2 separate regions of the Mus musculus genome follow, and region 2 is linked to region 1. The links are chromatin contacts, called in public Hi-C maps. All regions are on one chromosome and are shown on one strand. Each heading gives the region's core, a stretch centred on a gene start, on an enhancer-like site or on the middle of the called end of the contact. The rest is flanking DNA. Distances are from core to core; before and after follow the strand shown.

Region 1 (2,723 bases), core at 103-2,602:
GCTGCATCTGCAGTATCATCTACCCATCCTGGGGAATATAGGTTAAGTAAATCAGGGTCACAGGTCCAGAGTCAGCCAATGCTATGTAGCCTGCTGGGGTTAGCAGACTGGAGTGCTGGTGCTGTGTATTTTCCTGACCACCCTTTATTCATCACCTCAAGATCCGCCAGGCCTGCTGACAGGGCATGGCTCTGAACCCAACCGGGAGACCTCTATGACTGTCGCTGTGTGATACCATGCATCTGCTACATGACAGGCCCCTGCTCTTTGGCTCAGAAGAGCACATCCTAGAAAGCCCAGCATGGGAATCATGGCTGCCAGTGTGTCTATTCCTGTGTCCGTCAGGGTATCCATCAATACCCAGGGACACACCAGGCCCTGCCCTGAAGGGCTTAAGCTGTCTTTATTGTGCAACCACCCTATAAAGGAAATAGCTCAGCTTGTGGAGGCTCCAAAGGCCAAGAAAAAAAGCCACATGTACAGCATGAAGCCACAGCCCAAAGCCAATGGCCTGATGCTCAGGTTGGGGCGGTGGGTGGGCATGAGATTACTGCCAGGAAGAACATGTGTCCACCATGGTGACATATACTGTAGGGCTGGCATGAGGAGGACAAAGGACACAGTCTCACTGAGTCCTAGGAGTCACTGTCACTTTTCTTTACAGACTTTTATTATTAATGATGCTGAAATTTGTAACCAAGTTTTTGTATTATAATGACTATACCACTCTTCTGGAATTTGCTCTGGGTAAGGATGGTTCTGGCTTTATCTGGAGCCCAGATGTTATCAACACACACACAGAGACACACAGAGAGAAACAGAAATAAAAAGAGACTCTTATACAAATACATCCATGTGGTTAGTGTTGACAACTTGGATTTCCATAATAAAGATCGAAAGATCAAATATCTTTTGCAAGTTAAGTATTTAACTAAGCCAAAGTGACGGCTACGCAGAAATCACCAGCACTGGAGAAAGCCACGTTTGTGGCTCACACCAGAAAGCTGGGCTGCATAGTCCCAAAGGCGGTATTTGGAATGAAACAACCAGAAATATTTCCTGGAACTTCTTTTGGGAATCACAGAGTTTGTTCACCATATATTTTCTTCTATGTTACACTGGACAGTTGACTCTGAGTGGGTAAACATCCCACACACCGTAGCAACAGGAAGTCCACAGCCCAGGAGTGTCCTGGTGCCTAGTACCCGAGAGGAGAGGGCCTTTTTCTCTTCAAGGTTCCAGAGACCCGATGCTGATGCTGTGACTCACTCAGCTTTGAGGCCCTCCCCTTCCTCTCCCCCTCCTCTCCTGATCCCTCCCCTCTTTGCACCTCCCTCCCTCCCTCCCTCCACCCTCCCTGGCTCTCTCCTCAGCTCTGGGCTCTGACTGCAGCAAGCAGAGACAACCTCTCACTCTGCCTTTCCCAGCGCCCACCCTGACCCTGGCCCACATTTGACGGTGACTCGCAGGCCAGCCAGAAACATGAGGCTGGCCCACGCTCTGCTGCCCCTGCTGCTACAAGCCTGCTGGGTGGCCACACAGGACATCCAGGGCTCCAAAGCGATTGCCTTCCAAGGTGAGTAAACTGGCTGTGCTCCCTGTGTGCTGTGTTTAGCTGCCTGAAGGCCTGAAAGTTGATGGGGCTCAATACCCCACAAGGTACTGTCCGGTGTCCCACCTCCCCCCCACCCTTTGTCTTAATCTTGTGGAGAGCCACTAAGAAGGGGACTTTCCCCTTGTCCAAGCCTGCATTCTATTTGGTTCCTGTCTTGAAGCAGCTATATAATACCCGGCTCCCAGCCAAAAGGCCCTGGAGTCCTGTCACCCCGAATCTTGCCATGCTAGGGAGATGACAGGTTGGTAAACTCCAGAGGGACTGAGCAGCAAGGGGAGCCTGGTCCATTTCTGTCCTGAGCGAATGACTGATAATCTCTCTTTGCTTGATAGCCAGCATAGGTAACCTGCCTCTTCACAACTCAGGGGGAGGTCATAGATCTGGTGGCTTTGGGTTGAGACCATAAGGAGAAATAGTCCAGTTCTCCCAGGCAGCCCCTGCACTCTGTAACTGGCCAAGGCCACTGTAACTGAGCAAGGCTCTGTCCAAGGACAGGACACCCTGAGACTTGGCTCTCACTCAGACCCTGCTGGGTGTTACCCACCAGGCAGGTGAGGGGCTGGGGCTGCACTGATCACCTGCTCGGAGCTCTGCTGGTGAGAATGGATGGTGTCTGGCCAGGAAGCCCCTGGCCAGAATGGGGATATGTGAATGGGGCCTTGTGCCCCCAGTGGGGCTCAGAGCATGGCTCATGGGATCTTCTCTGGCTCAGACTGCCCTGTGGATCTATTCTTCGTGCTCGACACCTCGGAGAGTGTGGCCTTGAGGCTGAAACCTTATGGGGCCTTGGTGGACAAGGTGAAGTCCTTCACTAAGCGCTTCATTGACAACCTGAGAGACAGGTAGAATGAGCTTGCCTTGGCCTGTCCTGTAGCTCTGTGGTCCTGGGGTGGGGGTAGGGGTGGGGGTGGGGGTGGGGGACTGGACCTGCAGGTAGAGCTGAGCCTTAACTCCACATTCCAGAAGCTGTCCAGAGCTCCATCCCATGTCTCTGCAGCTCAGAGGGACAGGAGAGAGGATGAGTGGGTGGGAGAAGGGACAGCGGGGAGAGAGGGAAGTCACCTTGTCAATAGGGCTGAGAAGACCGTTCTGAGTATAGAGTTGTGAG
Region 2 (2,700 bases), core at 147-2,646, 680 kb before region 1:
AATTGAGCCTGATTGGGCAGAATTGAAGGAGGTGAAGTAAGGGACTCAGGTTTTGTGTGGAAATAGGAGACAAGCCTCACAGAGCAGAGTTGGTCAACCCTTTTGCACTTCATTTGGTACAAAGGGATTATTAGGTTGTCTGTTGTCTTGAACCTAGCAGTTTTGTGAGTTTGGAGGTCATTAAGATAATCATTTAAGATTTAATTATCCCTAACCCTGACATTATTTACCAATTGGGCTAGAAAACAAAATCAGAAAGTCACACAGGTTTCCTCTGCTTTTGCTTATGGGCAGTGCACATAAATACAGACTGTTGTTGTTGTTAAAAAGTACAACCCGAGTACACTGACATCATGATGGCTAGCCTACCTTAGGTAAGTCGGTTCTATTGAGAAAAGGTATTTATTTGAGAATGCTGGGAGCCTGACCTCAGAGCCCTTCCAATCGGATGCCTCTCATGCTTTCTTTCTTTTTCTCTGTACCAGGCACCTTCTTCCTCAGATTTTTTTCTTTTTCTCCTAAGGTGGAATCTTGTGGTGGGTGCTGAATTGGCAGAGCCTGTCACCTTGCTGCACAAGAACAGGTAGAATTCTGTCTGCTGACTCAGAGAGAGGGCACTCAGTACCTGGGTGGCCCCTGACATGACCACCCCTCACCCCCAAACACACACCTCACACAAGAATGGGAGAAAGCCTTAGTGTTAACCTATACATGTTCTAGGCCTGAGTGCACATGGCCTGAGACCTATCTGTATGAAGGTAAAGGCTCCAAGAGAGTCAGGTACTTGGATCACAGTTCAAGGTACAGTGACCCGATTGTTCATGTCCACACTGTTCTAGATAGGAGGAAAATTAGTTACATCAAGTGCATGGTAGTTCTTAGCACGGTCCATGAATACAGATTGATCTCTTTCTGGGGAAATATCCACCCAAAATAACAATAGAGCTAAATTGTTATTCTGGAATTGAATTATCACTTTGTATTTGGGTTTATTAATTTTTTTTCTGTGTAACATAGTGTTCTTTTGTGGAATGCTCCCAGGGGATTATTTTTCCTTTCATAATACATTGAAATTTTATTTTCATTAAAACGCTATATAAACTTTTACAGAATCTCATGCAATAAATGTTTGTTGTTGTTTAAATTCCCAGTTCCAAGAAGGTAGTGGCATAGTAGCCAATGGGTGGGTAACTGGTGCAGTTAGAAGCTGGTCTGGGGAGTTGAATCTGCATCATTGTTCCCTGAGACGTGGAATTGAGAGGAATGAGTCATAAGGGTGTCAGAGCTACACTTGAGATCACAGAGTTCAACCTAGATTTCACCATTGCTGAAACCCCGTGAAAAAGATTGGCTTGCATAACATCTCCACTGGCTTTTGGAAGGGCTCCGAGGAAAACCTCTGTCTGGATTCTGTTAACCAGCTGTCCTTTGGCACTTATGCCACAGAGCTACCAGGAGCAGAGACATTGACTTCTGCTCCGGGGATTTTTTTCCCTCTATTTTTCTTGGTACCTCATAGTAGATGATTATCGCCCACATGCGGATGCCTGAGTGGCATATTGGATCATTTCACAGAAACCCTTTCTGTTCTTTAATTCCATCCCTCTAGTGAGACTGTATAAGGAGAATGAGTATATTTCCACAGAGAAAGCCAGTGCTGAGTAACCTGCAGTGCAGTGCCAGTATGTGCCTCCTGTGCATGCCTCGCATATAGTTCCCAGTACTGCTTGTGAAGTTCTCCCTGTGTTGATGAGCTGTAGATACACATGGGATGTATGTGAAGGGCACACTCTTAGTGGGCTTAGGTTTGTTTATTCCTGAAGACTCTGGTTGGAGCAAACCGCGGGGGGAGGTGTGTGTGTGTGTTTGTGTGTGTGTGTGTGTGTGTGTGTGTGTGTGTGTGTGTGTGTTTCTGCAGCCGTTTTGAGCACGGAGATTCACCGGACTCTGCTAGCTGTGTTTCCTGAGAGCAGGACAGTGCAGCGCCATGCAGGCATAAGGTCAGCTCCCTGTCTTGTCACAGTCCATCCAAGAATTGATCCAGGAATTTTCTCCATTTTACTGACTGCTGAAAGAAGCAATACATACTGCAAAGAGGATCAAAATGTCTGGAGGTTAATTTTCAGAGCTCTCTAGGAGGATGAGGCAGAAAATGAAGTTGCTTATTTTTAGTTAAGAGATTTTCTTGCAGGTCTGGGTTGTAGCAATGTTACCATGGTCCAGTCTCGGAGCATCCTATTGCCTGGAGTGTTCCCTATGTCTGTTTCAGGTATTTCCATCACCACAGGCCATCTGCATTCTATTCAGGGTGTAAGTTCACTTACATGCGTCTATGGTTCACCCACCCTGCTGGACTGCAGGGGCCTGCCCCTTTGTTGTGTGGCTGTAATACATCCTGGTTATCCCTTACCAGAGATGAGCTTTAGGCTGTTTTCTGCTTTGTGACTATTGCTAATGGTGCTACTTCAAACATTAGTAAAAAGTCTTTGTATGGACCTGTTTTTCTATTTCTGTCCAATGGGTTGGTTTTCCATGGCTTTCTACTGAGGATTTCTCCAAACTGTATATCTTGGTTGTTTCTGGGATGAATTATCTTGACCATAATGTTAAACAGAAGCTATGTAAGTTTTTTTTAAAGATTTATTCATTATTATATCTAAGTACACTGTAGCTGTCTTCAGACACCCCAGGAGAGAGCAT

The links. A called contact is a pair of places that touch in the nucleus more often than the background predicts.
Region 2: a Hi-C map of muscle stem cells shows a contact between it and region 1, with 3 times the contacts expected there. The contact joins the enhancer-like site here to the promoter of Col6a1 in region 1. A contact is called at or near these places in 2 of 39 promoter capture datasets (both in embryonic stem cells), 1 of 484 Hi-C or Micro-C datasets (muscle stem cells) and 1 of 115 datasets of contacts at active chromatin or transcription factors (pancreatic cancer cells).

What each region holds. Positions count from the first base shown.
Region 1 is chr10:76,724,673-76,727,395 of GRCm38.p6, reverse strand. It overlaps Col6a1 (collagen, type VI, alpha 1), which reads left to right and starts at 1,352. Exons shown (of 35, transcript NM_009933.4): 1 at 1,352-1,576; 2 at 2,328-2,457. The coding sequence starts at 1,483.
Region 2 is chr10:77,405,432-77,408,131 of GRCm38.p6, reverse strand. The region is part of intron 1 of Adarb1 (adenosine deaminase, RNA-specific, B1); the gene reads left to right. Among named protein-coding and RNA genes, the nearest start is that of Adarb1, 11 kb to the left of the region's middle. Within about 2 kb of position 1,396, at least 40 of the 459 cell types and tissues checked have an H3K27ac peak or open chromatin away from gene starts, as enhancers often do. A contact at or near this core is called in muscle stem cells, where this site is marked.